2 separate regions of the Hordeum vulgare genome follow, and region 1 is linked to region 2. The links are chromatin contacts, called in public Hi-C maps. All regions are on one chromosome and are shown on one strand. Each heading gives the region's core, a stretch centred on a gene start, on an enhancer-like site or on the middle of the called end of the contact. The rest is flanking DNA. Distances are from core to core; before and after follow the strand shown. Region 1 holds the start of LOC123444565 (katanin p80 WD40 repeat-containing subunit B1 homolog KTN80.2-like). Region 2 has its middle 190 kb from the start of LOC123441942.

Region 1 (3,726 bases), core at 428-2,927, 190 kb before region 2:
GCGGTCACTGCCACCTGTAATGAACACACGGCTCGACTTCTTGCCGATGGCCAAGGACCTCACTTCAGCATCGTGCGCAACAAACTCCTCTAGTTTCAGATTACTTGTTAAGGAGAAGTCAAGTTTGAGAACTACAGATTTTCAGAGCCTTATATTGACTTTCCTGCGTGTAGAAGTATTGGTTGGCAAGATGTGCATACTAAATCATCCTTTGACACGACATATGTTTGTCCTATGTTTAGTGAACGTGCAGCTAAGCAGTAAGCACAACCCAACCAACTATACAATACTCATGTGTTGTTAGGTAAGCTAAAAGGCAAATCACCCCCAACCATTTTTTTTCTAGTTGACATAATTATGCAGTAGCTTGGAAAGTGAGGTGATATGTCTGGTAAGGACAAGTGCAGATAAAGCATGTTGCACTGAAAGAAAAAAGACGCTTGCAGCTTGATTCCTTATCACAAAATTCCGTCTCCAGGAACTACTTTTTTTCGATAAGGGGCGCTTTATTACTTAAATGGTTTAAGCATTACACCCGGCCTCTGCATAACTAAGATGCACATAGCCAAACATTTTTTTAATTTTTGTTCTTTGTCTCCAGGGACTACTGAAGTATGGGTTTGAACTGTCCGTCGATCACTCAACAATAACTTGGATGTCTTTGATTCCAAGGACTTTAATATGAATTTTGGAGCATTATGGTTCTAAGGAATATATTCTACAGGGCTTACATAATTTTTTTTCCTATGGACCACTATGCAACTTCCAGAGGAAAATTTCCATTGAGCCCAACCTCATGGGGAATTTTCCTTTTGTCTGTGACAACTACGAAAAATACACCATCCACATTACTGTTTTTTGACTGAATCATCCTAAGCGTGTCAGCATTTGGTCTTTTCTCCTATCATTCCTTTTTGTGGAGGGAACATTTGGGATCCCATTAGCAATAGTAGTTGCTCCAAAGGAAAAATACAATTTGATTGCCAGGCATTGCGAACCTAAATTGGGGCAAAAGGGGGGAACCCGCAAAGCTCGAGGCTTAGCTTAGTGGTTGCTTCAAGAAATGGGGGTGTTCCAGTAATACCCCTGTGTAATCAACGGATTTGGCAGCTCTCCTGCCAACATTCCTCAAAAAAGAAATGGCAGGGCCTTCATTGACGTAGGTTGCCAAGAAAGGGGGAAACAAAAGGGGGTAAATCTTTTCTCATGAATCTATCTCCCCCCCGTTGCTTCGACAAACCGCAGACCAGAATCTCCATCCGCTGGACCGCAAATGCCTACCCGGATTAGCTGAGGAGACGGTTGGGTCTTGCGGCCCCCCGTGAGCTAAATCGAACCAAGAACAGCGCGAGCCAAGAACAGCTCTCGGAGCGTAAGCAAGAAAGGTAAAAACTAAAAGGGATACGGAACTTGTAGCCGCGCTTCTCCGGGTCCATCCCCCCTCCCGCCTCTCCCCCGCTCCGGGCCGCTGGCCCCCGGGCGCTGGCGCTGGGGTCGTCGTGCCGCGGACGACGACGAGTGGAGCAGGGGCGGGAGCGGGGTTGAGAATTTCGGATCCGAGTGGTTGTGTGGAGGGGGCGGAAGGAGGGCGAGCGAGACGAGAGCCGCTTCGCCCCTCTCTCTCTTGCTCGCAGTCGCAGGCAGCAGTGAGAAGGATGGGTGTGGAGCGGCGTGGGTGGGTGGGGAGAGTGGAGTTTTTGTCGTCCTTTCTCTCTCCTGGGTCCTCCTCCGCTTGTGGTCTCGTTTCTTTTCTTTTTTGTACTCAGAGCGCAATAAAGGAAAGAGGTTCCTCTTCTCGCCTTCGTTGCTGTTGGAACGGAACGCAACGGGACGGAACGGAACGGAAGAGAGACGACCCAAAAGTTCAAACGAATAAAAACCTCTCGTGCACGGCCTTGCTGTGGAAAGGGATAACCTCCTGACCTTTTATGTTGCGCATTATTCAGTTTTAGTTTATTTTGGATCGTCTTCAACTCGCGCTCGTGCATTTGCCCTGCCGTCGATATGAGACCTATCTGATATATTTCTGTCATTTGGTGAAATGTTGACCATGAGTAGTGTGTTGCAAAAGAAATTGTGACATGAAGATCGTAAGGTTATGGCGACAGTGAGATGGACATTGGTCGACGGTTTCGACGATAGTATCCTTCGATTAGGTGTTAGATTAAGTGACATTGCATACCAAAATAGTTGTGGATGATATGTGGTCAAAAAAATGACGTGGACGGTACAAAGGTTGCATGAAATACCATATCCAGATAGGACGTGGTCGAGATGGAAAAATAAAAGATAAAGATGGTGTAGCAGTCATATGTACTCGTAGACACCTTGCATCATAAAGGTCTAACAAATAGCACGCATTTTTCATGGCCCCAAGTTAGTAATGCCTCAATGTGACGATGTTTGGCAATGTCTTGTAAGTGTTGCCATCTAAACAGTTGGATGATGGCCTCAATGGTGGTCAAGTTGTGAAACTATAGTATATGACTGGCTAATGTTCATGAGTCGGGCTAGGCATTCTCAAGCACGGAAGGAGCATCATCCGCATGATAGTATGTTAAGTGTGTCTTCAATGGGTTTCCTTATTTGGGCAAATTGGATAGTATATGAACAAAACAAGCCTCCAACGGACTCCCCTACCCCGATCCGGTTAGTTTGACAACCCCCACTTTGGTCTCAAGCAAAGGGAAGGGGTACACGACGTCCTGACTGTCCAGCACGTCGATCCGACAACCCGACGCTATCAACAAACCTTCTTGTACCCCCCCTCTTCCTCTCTCTCACACACACACACACACTCCCTCTCTCTCTCTATCTATCTATCTATCTATCTATATATATCTTCCACCATCCTAAATAACCACGTCCTACTTAATCGTCGCCACCGTAACCCATTTGAGATGTCGTCGGGACAACAATGACGGTTGGGTGGGTCCTCCTTCGATGACGACGATTTCATCAGTGACCGCCTGGCCTCCTTTCAGCCCCACCTCAACTGCAACAACCCTTTTAGCAACGCCTCTAGAGTTTTAATGTGTTTTAAGCTACCTAGTATGTTACATGTATATAGGATGTATGATACTATGTTGTCACCTGGATGCTTTTGAATGTCTATGTTTGAATGCTCAAAATTGACAAAAATATATAGACTAATTGTTGCCACCATTTATCCACACACAAGAAGGGATGTCATTGGGTATCACGTTGTGCGTCTGTATTTGTCTGCAGACAAGTAAGGATGTTTTGATGAACATCGCCGGAGATGACCTAAAATGATGCAACGGAGGTCAAGGTTACTTAAGAAGGTGGACGGGGAAGGAGACTTGTAGCACACATGGGCGGGGCATGAGGCCCGCCTTTTCTTTTGGTTTTTGATTCTGAATCTTTCATATATTTTGAACCAAAAATTCAAATTCAGTTTTGTTTGCATATTCATGTTTCTAGTGACTATGTCTTTCAGATGAGATTCATTTTTAATATGGCTTAATGGGTTTTAAATACTTTATTAAGTTTCAAATTTTGAAACTTGATACAAGCGACCGACAAACAAGTTTTGGAACTTCTGGCCGACAAAAGCATAGGTTCGAGAAATTATAACTTTAAAACTTAGTGTGTCCTAGTGTGGAATCCAACAACTTTGGACACGTTTGGTTGCCTGCATGAGGCCCACCAGGCCCGTGGCGAAAGGGATCGGGATGTTTGGTTGTCCTACATACACTGATCGAC
Region 2 (3,810 bases), core at 765-3,264:
CGAGGTGCATGCACATGCAGCAGTGCTGGTTGTCGTGCGCGGGGAAGATGGGCGGCGCGTGCAGGTGGAGGGCTTCCACTACGCCACGGCATGTGGCGACACCTATGCTTTGCCGGAGGCCGGGCCTCCGGCCAATGGGTCGCACGGGATTGGCACAGGTGGCAATGATTGCGCTTCGACGGGTGGTTACTAAAACAAAGCTGGATTGTCTCTCGCTAAAAGTAAGAGCTGGACTGGAATGCTGCATGCGAATCTGGTTCATGCACGTTTGTTTAGTACGTATGCTCATCACAAGGGGGAGGAATAGGAGACGCTTTCAGGTTGGGCGTACTTTGCAACTTACCGCTCGCGTTACCATGGCCATGCTGCTTTCTGGCTCAGCCTGTTTCTGAAGGGATTTTCCTTTAATACTCTCAGACGTGTAATGGAGGTGAGATTTCTTCACTACTGATCAAACCATGTGTGATGATCTACCATACAAAACACAACACTCTTTTTATTATATATGGTCATCATAATGCTCACATGTACAATAGAAGCAATAACGGTCCACACGTTTAATGATCATAGATTGCATCATGTTATCGCATGCATGCACAAATGATGTCAACATGAACCTTTTGTCTTTTTAGTTTTTAAAATGTTTTATCTTTTAAATAAAAAATTAGATAGAAAAACCGTTTTCATCATTAAATTTGTTGCGATGAGATCTTCGAAATTAGATCCCGTATTGATATGTTTTGATGACTTTTTTTAGGTTAAAAATTATCATGTCTATTGCATATAAATTAATATCATAATTACGCTTAAGTTGGCATGATATATTTCAACTACTTCTTTTTCTATGTTTAAAATAAATTTTGACATGTTATAAAAAAGGAAGTTAACAAACTAAACTTGCCATGATGAATTACTACAACTTGCGATGATCCATGAAATAATTTTGACATGGTTCATAAGTAAAAAATAAATATGTCGTCGGTCATTTCAAAAAATGCATGGTCACTTGCTCAAATTTGTCATGAAGCATAAACTAAAATTTCCATGGTTAAATTTGTCATGATACATTCACTAAAATTTACCATGCTTCATAAAAAATGTTTTTATGTTTAAAATACTAGAATTGTCATGGTCAAAACACTAAAATTGCAATGATCTATAAACTCAATTTGCCATGATGAATTACCAAAAGTTGCCATAATGCATGAATTAAATTTGCCGTGGTTAATTACTAAAATTTGCCACGGCCAATTAATAAAAATTACCATGAAAAATATTTCAAATACAATGATAGCTTTAAATCTAGAAGAAAAAACTAGATGAAACATGTCGTGACAATTTTATTGTAAATCCTATGACAACTTCAGTGTAAACATGTGGTAACTTGTTGCCCCTCCCAAAAAAATTCGTCAAAACATTTCAATATGGGATCTAGTTTTAAAGATCTCATCGAGACGGATTTAATGGTAAAAATGGTTTTTTAATTGGATTTTTTATTTAAAGGTAAAAAAATAAGTCAACAAATCAAAAACAAATCGTTAATTTCATATGTTTGATGTGGCAAGATGAATGGTTACAGGACGTGTGAACCATGTTGACTCGTGCCATATGTATCATTTAGTATTTTTTTAGTAGAACACATCACTCGATTTGAAAAACAAGTCAAATATTATCTGCTAATACCAGCACTTTTCTTTTATATCGCAAAAAAGAAACATCGTTATTAAATAAAGAAATATAGTTTATAGCCTGAACTCAAATGATGGAACATGTTTTCTCTTTCCATCGTGGCCAAGCACGTGAAGAAATATAAAAAAATAAGCAATTATTTTTTAGACAATTTTTGTAAGCAAAGATGTTTTTGGTTGTTGAGTCGCGGGCCAGCAGTTCAGGGCCGGACGCTGAATCAATGTGAATGGACCGGACAAAATAGAAACCCAAGTATGGTTGCCCGGTGTTATTATTAATCGGCGCCCAACTCCTTTTCAGGCCGTACTGGGCCCCATTATGTCTCTGTGCGACTGTGCTTGCTCTCTCCTCGCTTGAAGCGCATCCCGTGGAGAGCAAACAGTAGATGCGGCGGATGGGAAAAAAATTACATGTGCGGTACGTTAACTTGATCTAGGGTTTAATTTCATATTTGTATTTTGAAAGGTCAGTACCGGCGTCGGCGTGTAGGTGCGAGCACTCTCGCCGGTCGCATCGTGACCGTCAGATCAGCGAGGGGGACCGTTAGATCTATCCATGCAACATTTTTCCTCGATGCAGCAAATTTTGATGTGATGCAACAATTTTCGTTAACGGTTGCAACAAAAAAAATTATAGCAAAAAATATCTACGTGATCATAGCAAAAAAAGAAGCTGATGATGCGTGGTAGCAAAAGTCAAACACCGATTGTAGCAAATATCTACGTGAACGTGTATGCAACTTTTTTAGTAAACGGTTGCATCAAACAGTGATGCTGGTTGTAGCAAAAATTAATACAGTTGTAGCAAAAGTCAAACGTCGGTTATAGCAAAAATTCAACGAACTCGAGTTGCAACCAACCATGGATGCAGCTTTTTAAATGAACAAGAATGTATCAAAATGACAAACTTTGAAGCAAAATAAAACGTGGTTGCAGCAAAATCGGATAAAAAAAAGTTGCACGGCTGTCTGGCCGAACGATTCGGCCGGCGCGCGGGATGGAAGCATTTATCATTTTAATAAGATTAAAATACGATCACTGAAGTTGTTGAAACTTGTCACTACGGTAACCGCTACTGTATCCAATGTATTTCGTCAGCGTTGCGTCACACCCAACACTCTCAACATTGCCGCAGCTCTTGAACACCGCGTCTTACTCATCTCATTAGAGGAAGACTGTAGTAATTAACCTAGTTGTAGTCTAAACGTACACGTGTGTCCTAATTTGGTTAGTATTGCAAACCGAGTAGGATTAGTAGTAGTATTGCAAACCGAGTCGGTTTGCAGTAGGCCTAGCTTAGCAATATATATACGATATACCCCTGTGTAGTCTTTGTACCAAGAAGATCAGAAGATCAATTGAAAAGCAAAAGAAAGTTAACAGGCTCGATACGAGCCTACGGCCACCGATTCGTTTGCTGCGCTGAGTTTCATCGATACGCTTTGAGCTGTCGAGAATTGATCGATCAAATCGATCAGCTAGCTCAAGTACGTACGCGTCCATGTACTGGCTAGACCACCCATCAATCATCCATCAAACTACTAGCTTGCTAGCTTGCTAGCTACGCTAGCTACACTGCGAGTACAAACTTTGGTGGTGATTTGATCTACGGTTCAAAAGCCAACAATTGGTATCTAGAGCCTCAACGATCTACGATCTACGATGACGGACAGCGACGTTGAGTCGGTCGAGTCCGGCAGCAGCGGTGCCAAGGCGAACAAGAACGGCGACAAGGTGAAGAAGGGCGTCAAGTCAGCAACCAGTGGTGGAGGAACGAGCGGCGCTAACGTCCAGGCGCATCGCAACATCCCCATCCAGTACCCGATGCTCACCGACGCCAACTATGGCGTGTGGGCGGTGAAGATGAAGATTATTCTCCGAACCCTTCGAGTGTGGCAGGCAATCACGGACGACGACGTCGATGACGAGTCCGAAGAAGGTGCCATGGCCGCCATAGCCCAGTCCGTGCCGGATTCCGTGCTAATGACATTGGCGGAGTTCGAGACGGCAAGAGAGGCGTGGAACGCACTCAAGGAGATGAGGATCGGAGAAGATCGCGTCACCAAGGCTCGGGCACAAGTGCTGAAGCGCCAATTTCACAAGTTGCAGATGGAGGAAACTG

What was found. A called contact is a pair of places that touch in the nucleus more often than the background predicts.
Region 1: a contact with region 2 is called in a Hi-C map of leaf, with 5 times the contacts expected there. The contact joins the promoter of LOC123444565 here to the enhancer-like site in region 2. A contact is called at or near these places in 4 of 6 Hi-C or Micro-C datasets (leaf and seedling) and 1 of 1 datasets of contacts at active chromatin or transcription factors (embryo).

Annotation. Positions count from the first base shown.
Region 1 is chr3H:510,332,325-510,336,050 of MorexV3_pseudomolecules_assembly, reverse strand. It overlaps LOC123444565 (katanin p80 WD40 repeat-containing subunit B1 homolog KTN80.2-like), which reads right to left and starts at 1,677. Exons shown (of 17, transcript XM_045121335.1): 1 at 1,406-1,677; 2 at 1-89. The coding sequence starts at 1,436.
Region 2 is chr3H:510,139,930-510,143,739 of MorexV3_pseudomolecules_assembly, reverse strand. No RefSeq gene overlaps it. Among protein-coding and RNA genes, the nearest start is that of LOC123441942, 190 kb to the right of the region's middle. Within about 2 kb of position 2,014, at least 3 of the 3 cell types and tissues checked have open chromatin away from gene starts, as enhancers often do. A contact at or near this core is called in leaf and seedling, where this site is marked.